Regions from separate parts of the Mus musculus genome. Here all the other regions are linked to region 1. A link is a contact called in public Hi-C and promoter capture Hi-C data. All regions are on one chromosome and are shown on one strand. Each heading gives the region's core, a stretch centred on a gene start, on an enhancer-like site or on the middle of the called end of the contact. The rest is flanking DNA. Distances are from core to core; before and after follow the strand shown.

Region 1 (2,753 bases), core at 141-2,640:
ATCTGGAGTCCTTTTGACCTGTGGGAGGTGGATTCAAGTCTTAGGACTCAGACTCCCTGAGCTTACAGGATTTTTTAGTCTACTTAAAGAGAGAAAAGTTTTAGATATATAAGCATTGTCACTGTGTGTAATCTGTAGTGATCTACATTGTGGGAAAAGCAGCAAGCAGGTGTCTGTAAGACAGCTGGAGTAGAATCCCACCTTTGAATCAGCAAAAGCTATGGCTTCAGGTTAAAAAAGATGAACATTTATTTCTCCTCTGTCCAGTGGGATGGACATATAGATTTGACAGAGACAATTTTAGCCAGTGAGAAGCACCGTTAAGTCTATACTTAGAAGACAACCAAATAAAATTTAAACTCTTTTCCTTGTGACTATAATAACAATCAGTGCTCTACCATCTGTCAGAATTCCACTGATCAGTGTTAAAACTCTGAACTTTTGAAATCTTAGTATAACAAGAACAGAGAGGTAAAGAAATATGAAACTCCCATTTTTCATATACCTTAAATCATTCTCTTAAACCTTTACAACGAACGCCATAAGTCACTTTCTTAGATCCTCTGAACTTAAGCCTTCACGTTCTCAGACCTCTCTGCACCTTAGAACACTATCTTAGACCCTCAGAACTTACATAGACTTTAAACCGTTTATCCATCTAGTCATTTACTAGAGGCACAAATGGTTTTTGCTGAGAGCAGCCATTGCAAAGCAAGTGCTTTGAGTAAAAGAACAGTAAATAGCTACATCAGAAACCTGTTTGTCCTTTAATATGAAGCCTGTTGGCAAGGAAACCCCATCTACCTTTCTCAACTGGAGACTTAGTAGCTTTAGAAACAGCAAGGCCTAGTTTTTACATATGATGTGAACTATCTAGGCAGCTGCAGCCTTGCAGGGAGGAGCCCGTTGCCTGCTGCCGTTAAACTGACAGAGCTACAGTTAGCCTAGCCATCAATGCCAGCAGAGATCCGAGAAGGATACATTGTAGCAGAAAGTATCCAAATGGCTTATGTTCTGATTAAAATGACAGAGACTTACTCATTATCGAGATGATCACCCTAGGCTCTGTGGCTACGATGGCTTGGGGGGAGGTGGAGGTCTCAGGCCAGCATTGGTCTTCAGTCACCAGGCCCAGAAGATCTGAGAGAATTTTATGTGGAGGACAGGTGAGGAACTTTGTGGGGACTGACCTTACCCTGTGGTTCTTTCAATGGACTTGAGTTCTGTTCCCAACTGACCTTACTTTGACCAGGCAAGAGTACAGCAATCAACTCAACAGTGGCCGGGTTTGATGGCAGACGAGGCATGAGGCAGTTATGCCCAGTGGTTAAGGTTACCAGAATCCAGATGAAGGTGTCATGTTTAGAAGCCTTCATCTGGCTTCTACTACTAGGAGCTGGGGTCTCTGTCATGGTAAGCTCTTTTACATTAAACATTCTAAATTCCAAATTCAGCAGACCTTTAGAAAGTCTTAAGGACCAATATCTATTAAGTATATACAAAGTAATAAACTTTGCTTGCTTTTAGTTACTTGCTTTAGGCTTAACCTTGAAAAGTAAATAGCCAGGGGGTGCCGCCTTTAATCCCGGCACTCGGGAGACAGAGGCAGGCAGATTTCTGAGTTCCAGGACAGCCAGGGCTATACAGAGAAACCTGTCTCAAAAAACCAAAAAACCAAAAAACAAAAAAAAAAGTAAATAAAGCTTATTTCTATAATTAATGATATTAGCACTCAGCATGACTACAAGTGAGGTTCTGAACACATTATGGAATTTGATCATTTACTCTGTGACTGTTAACTTGCATGTCTTAACTATGGCTTAGCAGCTTTTATAAGACTAGGATTTTACAGCTTTATTTTTGTGAAGTTTGAATTAAAAAAAAACAATCATTTCTGAAGGAACTGAAGCTCTTTGGTATCAAAATAAAACTGTAACTCATAAACACAGTCCACATAGATACTGGGAACTTTGCTGAGCCTTTTACAGTGTACCACTATAGAATATTAGTTTCTTATATTACTCAGATTATCACAATAGCTAAAGCCTAACGAAGTTAGCCAAGACGAGGAAGGGAGACATACATTCCCAAGCCAGCCTCTTCCAGCCTGAGCCGGCCTTAGGTAAGGAGAGACATCCATCCAGTTCTTAGTCAGATTCTTCAGGTCGTTGTCTTGTTGCTCCAAAAGAGAGGAATACTTAAGGTTTTGGTGTTTAGCGTTTGGTGCTCATAGCTGTGGCCCTAATTTTTTAGCCTCTTATCTATTTTTTAAGGCCAGATATTAATAATATAAAACATTCTATAAATTTAAAGTATCCCATAGCCTTATACATTTAAATATTTTAAAAGCTGTTCTTTTAAAAATATCCACTTTTCTAATTTTAAAATATCTGTAAAACTCCAAAATTTTCTCTTAAAGAAGCTTTAAAATCTCTCAATTGTGTGCTCCTATAACAGTAAATAATAATAATAATAATAACAAAGTACCTTTTTTTATTTGAAGAGGGGGAAAAACCCAGAGCAAAACCATAATCTGAACAAGACAAAGCCGAGCTCCAACAGTACCGACAACTCAGTGCTCAGTACCTGGGATTCACTCACCGTCCTCTGGGATTCCCAGTGGGGCCTGGGTCACCTCTGTGGCCCTGTCCTCAGCATTATACCCAGCCTGCCTTCCAGGTGCCAGCTGGCTCCATTTCATAGCAGCTGCTGTTTCTGGGGGCTGTCATACGGCACCAGCCCTGCCACACAGT
Region 2 (2,753 bases), core at 142-2,641, 210 kb before region 1:
TTTTTTGGAATGACTATTTCTTCAATCCCTTATGTAGAAAAAAAAATAAAAATAAACAATTTTCTAACAACACAAAGAAATACAATGTCTTTTCATTTTTAAAAACTTCTATTTCCATAGTTTTAAAAATACCTGTTATATCTGATCCTTCAACCTTTGGGAGGGATTCAGTTCCAGCATAAAATCTGCATTAAAAACAAAACAACAAAAATCCCACTGTTAGCACTGCTCCCTGATGGCCTCAGCTCAGCTCCTACCGCTAGCTCTGCTGACTCAGCTCCACCCGCATGCACACATTCTGAGCCACATTTATAGAGGCATTTAGATGTAGTGTAAACTTGTAACCCAGTTTTATTTATTTTTTTGTATTGGTCCAAAGACATCGTATGAGCTAATTATCCACTCTACAACTGACTTAAAACCACCTCCTATTTCCACCAGGCCACTGCATGAAGGATGTACAAAGAAATTACATAAGTATTTGCAACACCACCAGATGGAAAGAATGGGGTCAGACGTTTTAAGGCTTTCTGCTTTTACTAAAGTCTTAGCTTATTCTTAGCTGAAGGTTCTCATAACGTTCAGTCCATACTGGTAATATTAGCCTGCCCTTTATTTGTGAAAGATCTGTTACTTTGCCCTTTCTTTTTTGCAGGGTTAAAATGAATAAGGGGGGGGGGTGATAAAGAAATTTGTGTAGGGGCTTGTAGCGGCACTCACGGAAATGTAAACTTCACGAGAACAGGGCCCTAGTTTAAAGGGTAATTTTGGCTATACATAGTATTGCAACCAACCAATAAAAATTTTCCGAAAGAATTCCCGAACTCGCAGATCTAAAGATCACTAAATACGACGCTACCTCGTGTTACCCTTGAGAGGGCCGGGCCTCGACCATACAAATGCCTTTGCATCTTACCTACTTTCACGACTCTCAGGGAAATGCAAGACCAAAATGACTCTGGGTCTTCTTACCTGCAACAGACCTTCGGTTCACACACACCCGTCCCCCGAGTGGTCTGCAGCAAGACAAGCCCGCTGCGAAAGGACAGGCGGCGAGCTGCAACCGCCGCCGCCGCCATCTTTGGACTCTTCGCGGAGCACGTCGGGAACGACCTCCGCCTCCAGGGTCGAGGGGCGGGGCTGGCGTGGAACGTCTCATCTCCAAACGGGTGGTCACAAGGTCCTGTTTGGCTAGACTAGCAGCGGAACGCTCAGTACACATCGTTCACCTCGAATAAACTTACTTGAAATGCTGTTCTAAAGTCTCCTGTGTAATTTTGCTTTTAAACTGAAGGAGGGTTTTGAGACAGTTTTCTTCCACTCCTTACCCACCCCGAAAGCAAAAATGAACTCGTCCAAGCCAATTTGCCAAGCCGCGGTTCTCGCACGCAAGCGCAGTGGAAAAACACATGGTGGCTCTGCGCTACAAGACTCAAGTGGCGTTCTCTGCGGCTGACTGGAACTTCTCTCGTAGTGACGGACCTCAAAACTGACTCGGAAGATGCTGGCCTCCAAGCACACACCATGGAGGCGGCTTCAGGGCATTTCCTTCGGAATGTATTCGGCCGAAGAGCTCAAGTAAGGAGTTAGTGGGATGCGTGTAGAACAGGGTTGTGGAAGTTGGAGCTGGGAACTACGATTCCCAGAAGGCTTTGAGCCGAGCCAGTCCGGGGGCGGCGGGGTCGGGGTGGGGGGTGGGGGGCTGGCTGCCTAGTGCTTGCTTGCTGGTAATGGGAAGGAATGCGCTTGCTGCATTTTCATCTGTTCATCTTCCTCATTAATCAACTAGTTTTATGTCATTTATAATCACATTACATCACACGCTTATCAACTTCCTAATTAGTCTCCTCTGGTCCAAGCGATGATGAACTTTTAAATCTTGGATCAAGACCCTGGCTATGAAGTCCTGGGGACTCTTCTCTAATGCTTTTTGATCACGATAGCATACACGCTTCTTAGACTCCCATTAATAACTCAACATGCATTAAAAACTCCCAGCATTGCCGGGCAGTGGTGGCGCACGCCTTTAATCCCAGCACTTGGGAGGCAGAGGCAGGCGAATTTCTGAGTTCGAGGCCAGCCTGGTCTACAGAGTGAGTTCCAGGACAGCCAGGACTACACAGAGAAACCCTGTCTTGAAAAAACAAACAAAACAAAACAAACCCTCCCAGCATTCAGGAGACAGAGGCAGGAGGATCTCTGTGGGTTCGAGGCCAATCTGGTCTTACAGAGTCAGTTCCAGAGCTTCGTGGACACAGAAAACCCGTCTCGAAAAATAAAAAAACAAACAAACAAAAAGGTAGACCACACTGGTAACATCAGCACTACCCCCTCTAGGACACATCTTGCCATTGCAATCTCCATATGTAATCAGTCAGTCTTCATTTCCCTGCCCCTGCCGCATGGTAACCACCTGTCTACTTTCTATTTCAGTTATTCTGACTGTTCAGGCCCCTATTCAAGTAAAAGGAGTCAGTCAGCCCCGACTTCTTGTAACTGGCCAATGCATTTAGCATACTGTCCTCAAAATTATAGATAAATAGATCAGAACTTCCTTCCTTTTTAGGGTTAAGTAAATAGAACATGATATAGATAGATAGATAGATAGATAGATAGATAAATAGATCAGAACTTCCTTCCTTTTTAGGGTTAAGTAAATAGAACATGATATAGATAGATAGATAGATAGATAGATAGATAGATGTGTGTGTGTGTGCGCGCGCGCGTACATGCCGATTCATCAGCTCATCTGC
Region 3 (2,753 bases), core at 77-2,576, 190 kb before region 1:
TATGAGAATATTAATCAAATAAAGAGTACAATAAGAGAAGATGAAGTCCTCTCAGCGTACACAGTGTGGGAGCAGTTGGGAATTTGGGGTGAGGGGATCCCTTGCAGGTTTTGTGTCTACACTTGTTTCTTGTCTGTAGTTAATGGAGTTCTTTAGTCCTGAGAAGGAGGCAGATTTCAGAGCCTTTACACTGAGGAAATAGGCAGTAAGCAGGTAAGAGTAAATTGAAGAGTAAATCAGAAATGGCCTGCTGCTCTTGGAGTATAAAGATAAGTCAGAGGTGTATCGGGATGCTTCCTCACATGGCCTGATGACTGCTGTGGACTCAGGTGGGGACAGGCAAAGGGTGGTGGGACAGGAGCTCCACTGAGGGAGCGCGCCCAGCCGCAGTGTGCTAGGCACTTCTCGTGAAGCCAGTGAGAGTTCTTCAGGAGCGGTGAGGGTGAGTGCTCGGGGCTCAGTTCTTCATCTTCCAACTTGGGCCCGAATCCTCAGCAAGTTCAGAAGGCCACCGATCACCTCTCACCGCAGCTGGTCAGCTGGCTCCATCTCCTCTTGGGGTTTGCAGATGTTGTTTCTCTGCCTTCCTTGTGACGCTGGAGCTGAATCCTGCTGCTCCTTCAAGTCTCAGGCCAGCCCTCTTTCCCTAGGGTCAGAGTAACTATTTCAGCCTTAATTGGTCTTGAGCTCTTACTATATAGTGTGAAAGCCAGTGTAGACAAATGGATGTGCATCCAAAAATATTTACAAAACCAGGTAGCCAGGCTGCAGACCGTATTTTACTACTCCTGAAAAGCGTGTGTTCCCCAGCACACGTAGTGTACCCTCCCTCATCCTACCCTTGCTTCTTGCTCTCACCACATGGTGCATCCCTATGTATGCACCCATCTCTCTGTTTGAGTTCCCCATTCCTGTGCAAAGACAGAAAACACAAGGGGTCCTTCCATCAGGTCCTAGGACTCAGAATGTCACATTGTCAATAATGTTATGTACATAGAGGACGCTTTGACATAGGCATGCATGCACTTCTAAGGGCTGGGAGAGGTGAACGGGAAGGAAACTAAAGATGAACTTACAGGTTAGGTCGGGGGGAAGGGTTGGCAGAAAGGTTATTGTAGTTTCTCTGTGATGGGGGTAACCACTGCCCTTTCCCCTGAGGCTCAACAAGAAGGAAGTGTTCAGGATAACCTAGGCTTGTTTCTCTGCCTGGCTGCCTGAGCAGCCTCTGGCCCCACGCCTGCCCCTGCAAACTCTTAACCCGGGCACTGGGGCACACTAATTTTCACCACAGTATTTATTTAGTGACAAGAGAAAGGAAAGGCCTTGGGTTTGGGTTGGCAAGGGGAGATTTCTGTTTGGATTGGCAAGTGCCTGGCAGACTGGCCTACATCTCTTCCCAGCTGCAGTGAATTTGCTTACAATGGATTCACTAGTCTCAGATTCTAGGCCCAACCTGGGCTCTTGGGACTGAGCCACAGATCTGGGCAACTTTTCCCTTGAGACACTGAGGAAAGAAAACCTCAGGCTGTGTGACGCACAGAGCAGCCAGTGCCCTGGGCAGCTGCTCAGAGGACTCCTCAGAGTTCAGGTCTCCTTGGAAACATGCAGGACTCGCCTGTGGGGGCAGGAAGGTTGGAATTCCTCAGGCAGCCAAAATACAGACTGCTTATCTTAGGGCTGCTACCCTGCTCCAGCCAAGGGAACTTTGAGGAGAACTGACAAGGACTGTGGGGGGAGGGGGGCATGTCTTCACAGCCCAGCTGACAGGCTTACCCTGGTCAGCTTCCCAGTGTGCCCTCACAGGTGGGCCACAGAAGGCTTCAAGACCTGTTTCCTCCTGCTTCTTAACTCTGTGACACAGATGGGACTAGAAAGAGAGGTGATTACCTCTGGGTCCATATCCTCTGGGCCCCTTACCTTTATGCAGTTTTTGTTGTTTTTGGGTTTTTTTGGGTTTTTTTGTTTTTTTTAATATGTCCTTGTGGTGTGTAACGTCAGCTTTGAGGAAAAGCTGTTCTGTCAAAGGAGCCGACAGGCTGGGTTTAAAAGGGCAAAGTGGGATCAGTGTTTGTCTTAAAAGGGAAAATTTCTTGTAAAAGGGAAAATTTCTTGTGCTCTTTTTATTCTTTAAAATTTGTATCTTCTGGTTTTCGCCCATCAATGAGCATACGACTTATGCAGTTTTTTGTTTTGTTTTATTTTGCTTTCTTACTGCATTTCTTTATTTGGGAAGAAGTCAGGGATCCACATGCCAAGGCATGTGTGTGGAATTCAGAGACACTTGTCTCCTCCTTCCATCATGTGTTCTCTCCTTCTGTCACGTGGGTCCCAGCGATCAAAGTCAGGTGTCAGGCTTGGTAGAAAGTGCCTTTACCCACCGAGTCATCTCTGGCTGGCAGAGGCAGGAGGATCATAAGTTTGAGACCAACTTTGACAACACAACAAGACAGTATTTACTAAAATGTTTATGCAGAAGTAATATGTGTTTTAATATGAACAATACTAAGATCTGGGGCGGTTAAGATGTGTTACTCAGTGCCTCAACGCCTTTTCTTTTAAGTCCACACCCCAGAGGCCTAGCAGTGAGTACCCACACGCCTTTTCCTATGTGCAGCTGCCCTAGATGTAGTTGATTTCCAGTCGTTGCATCCTGCTTCCTTACTGGGATTTTGATTTTGTTGGTTCTTTTAGCATCACACTGAGACTGGCATTGACCTAACCTAACCTCTATAATCACTGTAGCATTCTGTAAT
Region 4 (2,753 bases), core at 99-2,598, 170 kb before region 1:
CTGCCTAGCCCGCCTCTTCACTGCCTACCTCCAGCTCTATAGAGGTTTCACCTTGGGTAAGTACCCTGCTTGTGGCCCTGGCTCTGTTCACCTTACAGGATGGCACCTAGGCAGTTTTCTTGGTCGATGTTTAGGCTCTTGCCATCAGTGCTATCCACTGACTTTGCACAGCCAGTGCTCCTTTCCCTCCAGCAGTGCAAAGCAACCCTCCCATCCCCGTTCTGTCCCTTCAACCCACTCGTTATGATAGCATAAACTCCTGCACCCAACTCACAAGTGAAAGCCAGACCTAACCAACAGCCGTGCTTGAAGCTCTTCTAGCCCAGGGCACAGACAGGAATGGTTCAGTGCACTGGTGACCTATGTGCCAAGGGTTGACAGAGCAAGCAAGGCCATGCTAGGAGGGAGGAGAGTTTGGGGGAGGGCTGCCTAATTGGCAGAGATCATCATTACAGGGATGGCCTGGATGCGACCTCATGCAGGGTCTGCTTTTATGCTTTTGGCTTCCACGGAAAGGAATCATCTCCTCCTCTTCCTGCTTGCATAGAGTCTTCAGAAGCCTCAGATTTCCAGCTACTGTAATGGGACTTCCAGATGTTTGCTCTTGCTCTTAAACAGTCAGTTGTTGCCTTCCCACTCAGATCTCTTAAGTCTGGCATTCTTGTGTAGAAACAAAACATTGTTGGGTTGAAAAGAAATTACTGTACTTGACGTGGATGCGTGCTTGCATGCATGCATACAGCTGTAGATCGGGTTCCTGGGATACTCACTGTCAGCCTCTCTTCTACTGCTGAACAGCCAAAATCTCTAGCCATTTCATCCCACATATATTTATTGGATGTAGCCAGCAGAGCTTCTGGCTAAAAAGCAGAAGTTTGAAACTTAAGCCTCGGCTTTCTTCTGTGTATCTCAGTTTTGAGCCCTAATTGTATCACTTACGAAAGAGAAGTTGTAGTGTTTAGGCCTCCATGAGCATTCATTAGTGTTAATATAGCTGTTCCAGAGTTTCTCTTACCTGTAGCTCTCAACTTTGGGTCAAAGCATCACCAAGTTTACTAGCCAGTGCAACATTAGGCCTGGGCCCTGTTGATCTTCTCTGTTTGACTTTGCAGGTGTAGAAGACATTTTGGTTAAGCCAAATGCAGATGTGGTGAGACAGCGTATCATTGAAGAATCTACCCAGTGTGGACCCCAGGTAAAGAGGAGGACTGGGAGGCTGTGGTCTGCTGTCCACCTTACAGAATAAAACCACGCCCTCCTTTGGCTAGAGCTTCCTGTTCCTTTCTTCGTTCTAGGCTGTCAAGGCTGCATTGAGCCTGCCAGAAACTGCATCATGTGATGAAATCCAAGGGAAATGGCAGGATGCCCATCTGAGCAAAGACCAGAGGGATTTTAACATGATTGATATGAAGTTCAAGGAGGAAGTGAACCATTACAGCAATGAGATTAACAAGGTTAGCCTGGCCATACAGTGCACAAATCCCCATCTTTTTGAATGCTGATTTCTGTTGGTTTGCTTTTAATTACATTTGATTCTCACCCTGAGCCTTTTAGATCAGCCCAACTAGGTGAAGTTTGAAGTTGGGTAGGTAGAATCCGTCTTTGTGAAGAGCTCACACAGAGTCTGGGAAGGCCTTGGTTTCATGCAAAAGAGGAACGCTTTGAGCAGCATTTCTAAATGTGTTTCCTTTGAAGTTGCTGCATTAAAGGGGCTGAAGAAAGAAGCCTGCCTGTAGAACCACTCCACTGTAGGTAGATGTACAGAATGAAAGGCAGAAGTCTCTGATGCTTGTGCAGCAGCACCAAGGGAATGCCTGGCCTCCTGTTGTACTTGGTCCTTGCTGTGTGACCTTAAGGAAGTCGTGTGCCTGGGCACTGAGTTGTTCTCACCGAGAAGCAGGCGTGTGAGGATGCTGAGCCCCTCCTCTGGCAGTCCTGGAGGAGATGGGACTCTGCATGGGTCAAGGTCACATGTGCTCTCCCTGTGCTCCAGAGCCTGGACTCCCCGTCTTGTGGTTTGGAGGAGCCACCAGCCAGGAGTCTGTCCTGAGCAAAGCAAGAACGAGGCTACTACTCAGCATCAGTCTGTCTGTGGATCCTCTCCCTGATGTTCAGTTGGTGGCCTAGAGAACAGCTCTCCTCAGTAGAAAGTTGTATTCAAGCCGGGCGTGGTGGTGCACGCCTTTAATCCCAGCACTCAGGAGGCAGAGGCAGGCGGATTTCTGAGTTCGAGGCCAGCCTGGTCTGCAGAGTGAGTTCCAGGACAGCCAGGGCTATACAGAGAAACCCTGTCTCGAAACCCCCCCCCCAAAAAGAAAGTTTTATTCAGAGGAGCCTTAGCACTGCCTGGGAAAGCAGGAGCCTTGCCCTCCAGAGCTGACAGCACATCTTAGAATAGATTCTTGTCCCGTGGCTCACTTCCTGCCCAGGCTCTGCCGCTCCTGTGCAGAGTTGGGTGTCTAGATCTCCAGACAAAGGCTGAAACAGATTCAGAACCCATGTCATTGTCCCCCAGGATCTCCCTGTGGGCTTCCTCACTTCTGCTGGCTTTTTGCTGAGGCAAGGCTCCCAACCCAGTGCTTGGTGTTGTGCTGGTGAGTGTGGACATTGGTAAAATGCTGGCTCTTTGGGGAAGCAAATGGTGCTTTCCTGTGCTGATTCATTAGTACCGTACCTTAGATTTTATTCTTTGTTTACATTTTTTTATTATCTTATTTTATATTCATTGATGTTTTGCCGACATGTTCTGTGTG
Region 5 (2,753 bases), core at 111-2,610, 130 kb before region 1:
CTGATTACACAGTGAACTTCCTACCACTCCTAGCTTATGAAGTGGGGACATCACTTTATAAACAAGTGAAAATATAAATAAAAGGTCAGTGAGACGGCTCAGCAGGTCAAGGCACTTGCAGCCAAACCTGAGGACCCAAGTTCTATCCCCAGTTCCTACATGACAGAAAGAAAGAACTGACTCTTACAAGTTGTTCTACATTTAAGAAAACTATAAATAAATGAATAAACAAAAGGATTCAGGATCTAAGCAAGACACAGATGTCTATTCCCTGAGGGGAAGTCCCAGCAGGAGCGCTGAACTCCAACACTGAATTTTCTGGGACTCCATAAGTTGGCTAAAAGTAATTTCAAAAACCAGAAGGAACTCCACCCTAAACCACAGTGCCCAGCAGGGAAATGGGCCCCTCTGCCAGCCAAGGAGCTGGCGTGCATGGCTACCTCAAGTCTAAATATCACACCATGGTCAAAAGACTCATAAAACCACAGACAGCTTCTTCCAAGCACTCCTAGGAGAGATGTGTACTTTGAAAATGTTCTAATCCTTTGCTAAATACCAAATACTGGCCGTGTTCTCTGCTCCTGGCACAGCCCCTGCTTCCAGCCCGGATGGGAGGCTGAACCCGGAGAGGGAGGATGGCTCTGTGCACCTCAGCCCTAAGACAGAGTAGGCTCTCCAGCCTTCCCTCCCAAGACCCCAGCCTCACACCCTGTCAGTTTTCTCTCCTCAGAGCAGGAAAGTGAGGTGAGGTAATGTCTCTGGAACCCCACAGTGGCAAGAAGATGAAAAGAATCCGAGAAATGCTGTGTTTAATTTAAAGCAGACCCAGCCTGCCGCCAGGCTGCAATTTCACTCAGAATACCCAGTTTGTTTTTCTTGGACATTCCAGGAACCAACTGGCCACCCCATGTCAAAGCCCAGCAGGAATGCTCCGAGAACGCCTTGCTGTGGGGCACTCAGCTGCCTAGGCCTGGCAGATTGCACTCTCTTCCCTCAGGCCAGGAACTCCTACTGTGGGATGGAATCCTGGTCACTGTAGGAGCCATCTGTTGGCCATTCTTAGCCTGAGACCCCGTTACCCATGTACCTGGCTCTAAGGGTAGTGCTGGCAGTAACAACATGGTGTGTTTATCCTGTGTATTCTCATGAGCCTGGCGTTGTGCTGATCTCTCTATTCCCTGTTTGTCAGACCCTTCCAGCATCCTACGAAGGCAGGAAGGTTTATTACTTTCTACTGTGGCTGCAGTCAAGGCAAAGGGTGATTATGTAACTTGGCCCCGTCACCCAGCTAGGGTTTGAGCTCACAGAGCGCCAATCTAACCTTGGTTGTCCATCAGCAAGTCCCTTCCTTCCCATTGGTTGTCCATCAGCAAGTCCCTTCCTTCCCATGCCGGCACTGCATCAAGATCCTTGGCCCGAATCACTGCTTCTGTGGTATCAGGGTCCACAGTGGTGTCTGCGAAGGGAGTGGTTTGGGACATGGGCACATGGCTGCTGCTGAAAGATAGAGCTGTAGTCACAAGCTCTTCTTTCTAGCTGTTGAAACCCAAATCTGGGGTGGGGTTGGGGGGAGCTCCAGTCCCTGCTGGTTTGTTGCTTCAAGGGATCTGTTGAACTCCTGTCTCTAATCACTGAGTGGCTTAGAGAAATGACAGTGCCAGAGAGAGAGAGCAGGCCCTGGTCTGGGCCCTGCCTGGATCTTAGGCAGTCCCCATGCCCCTTGTTTCTACAGAGCCTTTTTTCTCTATAACAACATCTTTATCTTTGGGGAGAGAGGGAAGAGAGAACACACAAGGCTATCCTGGCTGGGGCCTCCTGTGACCCTGACAGTCTCTGGCTTTATTTTGTATCTGGATTTCTACAGGGAGACCTTGGCTCAAGCAAATGTAGGGGTGGGGGCTGAGGGAGCCAGGCAGGAGAGTGACTTCTGAAGAAGTTTCCAGAACTTAGAAGAGAAATGCATGGGCGGAGCGCTGTAGGGAGAAAGAGAACAGGGACTAGGTGAGGTGGCCCAGATCGATTTAGTCCAGAGGCTGGCTGGCACTGAGGGTAGCCACTCAGCAGGAGGCTGCCCCACAGGAACAGTTTCTGCCTTCTCGCTTTCCAAAACAAACAGGCAGGCAAGGTTGTCTGTCCTTGTGTGCTTCCTCTGTCAGGACTCAGAGCAACCAAAAGGCCATCTGTGTGCAGAGCTCTGCTTCTGGGCCACTTTCGCCGTAATGAGGAATGGACAGGAGCCCAGGATGACAAGACCCAGGGCAGTGGAGCCTGTCACCAGCAAACCTGGGTCTGGCTCCCCTACCTGAGTCAACAAGAGGAGCCCTGGGTTGGGAAAGGGCTAAGAAGGGGGAGCTCTTGGAGAAAGGCTGGCTCAGGGGACAATGAGTTTACTGAGGGAGGACTCAGCTCCCAAGAGATGTTTCCATGGCACCCACAAATGTCAATGGTCACATTGTGTGGGTGGCTTTGGGTCCAGCCTCTCCCCTGCGATAGAAAGACAGTGGGTAGGAGGGAGCCTTGCTCTCTGGCCCCTGGCAAAATTCCCTGGTACCATGCTGTGGGGTGGCAGGCATCGAATGGGAGCCTCCCCACTATCCTTCCTCCTCTGCAGACAAGGGTGAAGCTCTGTGTGTGTGTGTGTGTGTGTGTGTGTGTGTGTGTGTGTGTGTGTGTGTGTGTGTTGTGGGGGGGGGCATGTTCCCAGGAGGGATTCTTGAGGCTAGGGCTGAAGCATCCAGCCCTCTGATCTTCCT

What was found. Promoter capture Hi-C pulls out the DNA fragments that hold promoters and counts their contacts. Hi-C and Micro-C count contacts between places; a contact is called where the count stands out from the background.
Region 2: a promoter capture Hi-C map of liver shows a contact between it and region 1, with 6 times the contacts expected there. The contact joins the promoter of Polr1a here to the promoter of 4933431G14Rik in region 1. A contact is called at or near these places in 20 of 39 promoter capture datasets (the 3T3-L1 cell line, 3T3-L1-derived adipocytes, the C10 cell line and 16 more), 2 of 15 datasets of contacts at CTCF or cohesin (CD8 T cells and the NIH/3T3 cell line), 4 of 484 Hi-C or Micro-C datasets (bone marrow-derived macrophages, embryonic fibroblasts and liver), 15 of 115 datasets of contacts at active chromatin or transcription factors (the 230-238 cell line, bone marrow-derived macrophages, cardiomyocytes and 11 more) and 3 of 9 other capture datasets (adipose tissue, liver and pancreatic islet).
Region 3: a Hi-C map of liver shows a contact between it and region 1, with 2.7 times the contacts expected there. The contact joins the enhancer-like site here to the promoter of 4933431G14Rik in region 1. A contact is called at or near these places in 1 of 15 datasets of contacts at CTCF or cohesin (the NIH/3T3 cell line), 6 of 484 Hi-C or Micro-C datasets (bone marrow-derived macrophages, embryonic fibroblasts and liver), 7 of 115 datasets of contacts at active chromatin or transcription factors (embryonic stem cells, extraembryonic endoderm stem cells, fetal liver and 4 more) and 3 of 9 other capture datasets (adipose tissue, liver and pancreatic islet).
Region 4: a Hi-C map of bone marrow-derived macrophages shows a contact between it and region 1, with 30 read pairs. The contact joins the enhancer-like site here to the promoter of 4933431G14Rik in region 1. A contact is called at or near these places in 1 of 39 promoter capture datasets (the C10 cell line), 5 of 484 Hi-C or Micro-C datasets (bone marrow-derived macrophages, cerebral cortex, liver and 1 more), 3 of 115 datasets of contacts at active chromatin or transcription factors (fetal liver, microglia and trophoblast stem cells) and 3 of 9 other capture datasets (adipose tissue, liver and pancreatic islet).
Region 5: a contact with region 1 is called in a Hi-C map of bone marrow-derived macrophages, with 37 read pairs. The contact joins the enhancer-like site here to the promoter of 4933431G14Rik in region 1. A contact is called at or near these places in 5 of 484 Hi-C or Micro-C datasets (bone marrow-derived macrophages, cerebral cortex and liver), 4 of 115 datasets of contacts at active chromatin or transcription factors (CD8 T cells, the NIH/3T3 cell line, hepatocytes and 1 more) and 2 of 9 other capture datasets (adipose tissue and bone marrow-derived macrophages).

What each region holds. Positions count from the first base shown.
Region 1 is chr6:72,121,807-72,124,559 of GRCm38.p6, forward strand. 4933431G14Rik (RIKEN cDNA 4933431G14 gene) reads right to left here and starts at 1,391. Exons shown (of 3, transcript NR_045165.1): 1 at 1,239-1,391; 2 at 1,039-1,140. All of the region lies in intron 1 of St3gal5 (ST3 beta-galactoside alpha-2,3-sialyltransferase 5), which reads left to right.
Region 2 is chr6:71,907,662-71,910,414 of GRCm38.p6, forward strand. It overlaps Polr1a (polymerase (RNA) I polypeptide A), which reads left to right and starts at 1,392. Exons shown (of 34, transcript NM_009088.3): 1 at 1,392-1,578. The coding sequence starts at 1,502. Ptcd3 (pentatricopeptide repeat domain 3) reads right to left here and starts at 1,101. Exons shown (of 24, transcript NM_027275.3): 1 at 973-1,101; 2 at 133-185; 3 at 1-28. The coding sequence starts at 1,079.
Region 3 is chr6:71,932,780-71,935,532 of GRCm38.p6, forward strand. All of the region lies in intron 12 of Polr1a (polymerase (RNA) I polypeptide A), which reads left to right. Among named protein-coding and RNA genes, the nearest start is that of Polr1a, 25 kb to the left of the region's middle. Within about 2 kb of position 1,327, at least 131 of the 459 cell types and tissues checked have an H3K27ac peak or open chromatin away from gene starts, as enhancers often do. A contact at or near this core is called in the NIH/3T3 cell line, adipose tissue, extraembryonic endoderm stem cells and 2 more, where this site is marked.
Region 4 is chr6:71,949,468-71,952,220 of GRCm38.p6, forward strand. It overlaps Polr1a (polymerase (RNA) I polypeptide A), which reads left to right. Exons shown (of 34, transcript NM_009088.3): 16 at 1-56; 17 at 1,113-1,195; 18 at 1,296-1,454. Among named protein-coding and RNA genes, the nearest start is that of Gm26628, 13 kb to the right of the region's middle. Within about 2 kb of position 1,349, at least 43 of the 459 cell types and tissues checked have an H3K27ac peak or open chromatin away from gene starts, as enhancers often do. A contact at or near this core is called in adipose tissue, bone marrow-derived macrophages, liver and 1 more, where this site is marked.
Region 5 is chr6:71,989,306-71,992,058 of GRCm38.p6, forward strand. No RefSeq gene overlaps it. Among named protein-coding and RNA genes, the nearest start is that of Gm26628, 27 kb to the left of the region's middle. RefSeq lists an enhancer at 28-2,753. Within about 2 kb of position 1,361, at least 180 of the 459 cell types and tissues checked have an H3K27ac peak or open chromatin away from gene starts, as enhancers often do. A contact at or near this core is called in the NIH/3T3 cell line, adipose tissue, bone marrow-derived macrophages and 3 more, where this site is marked.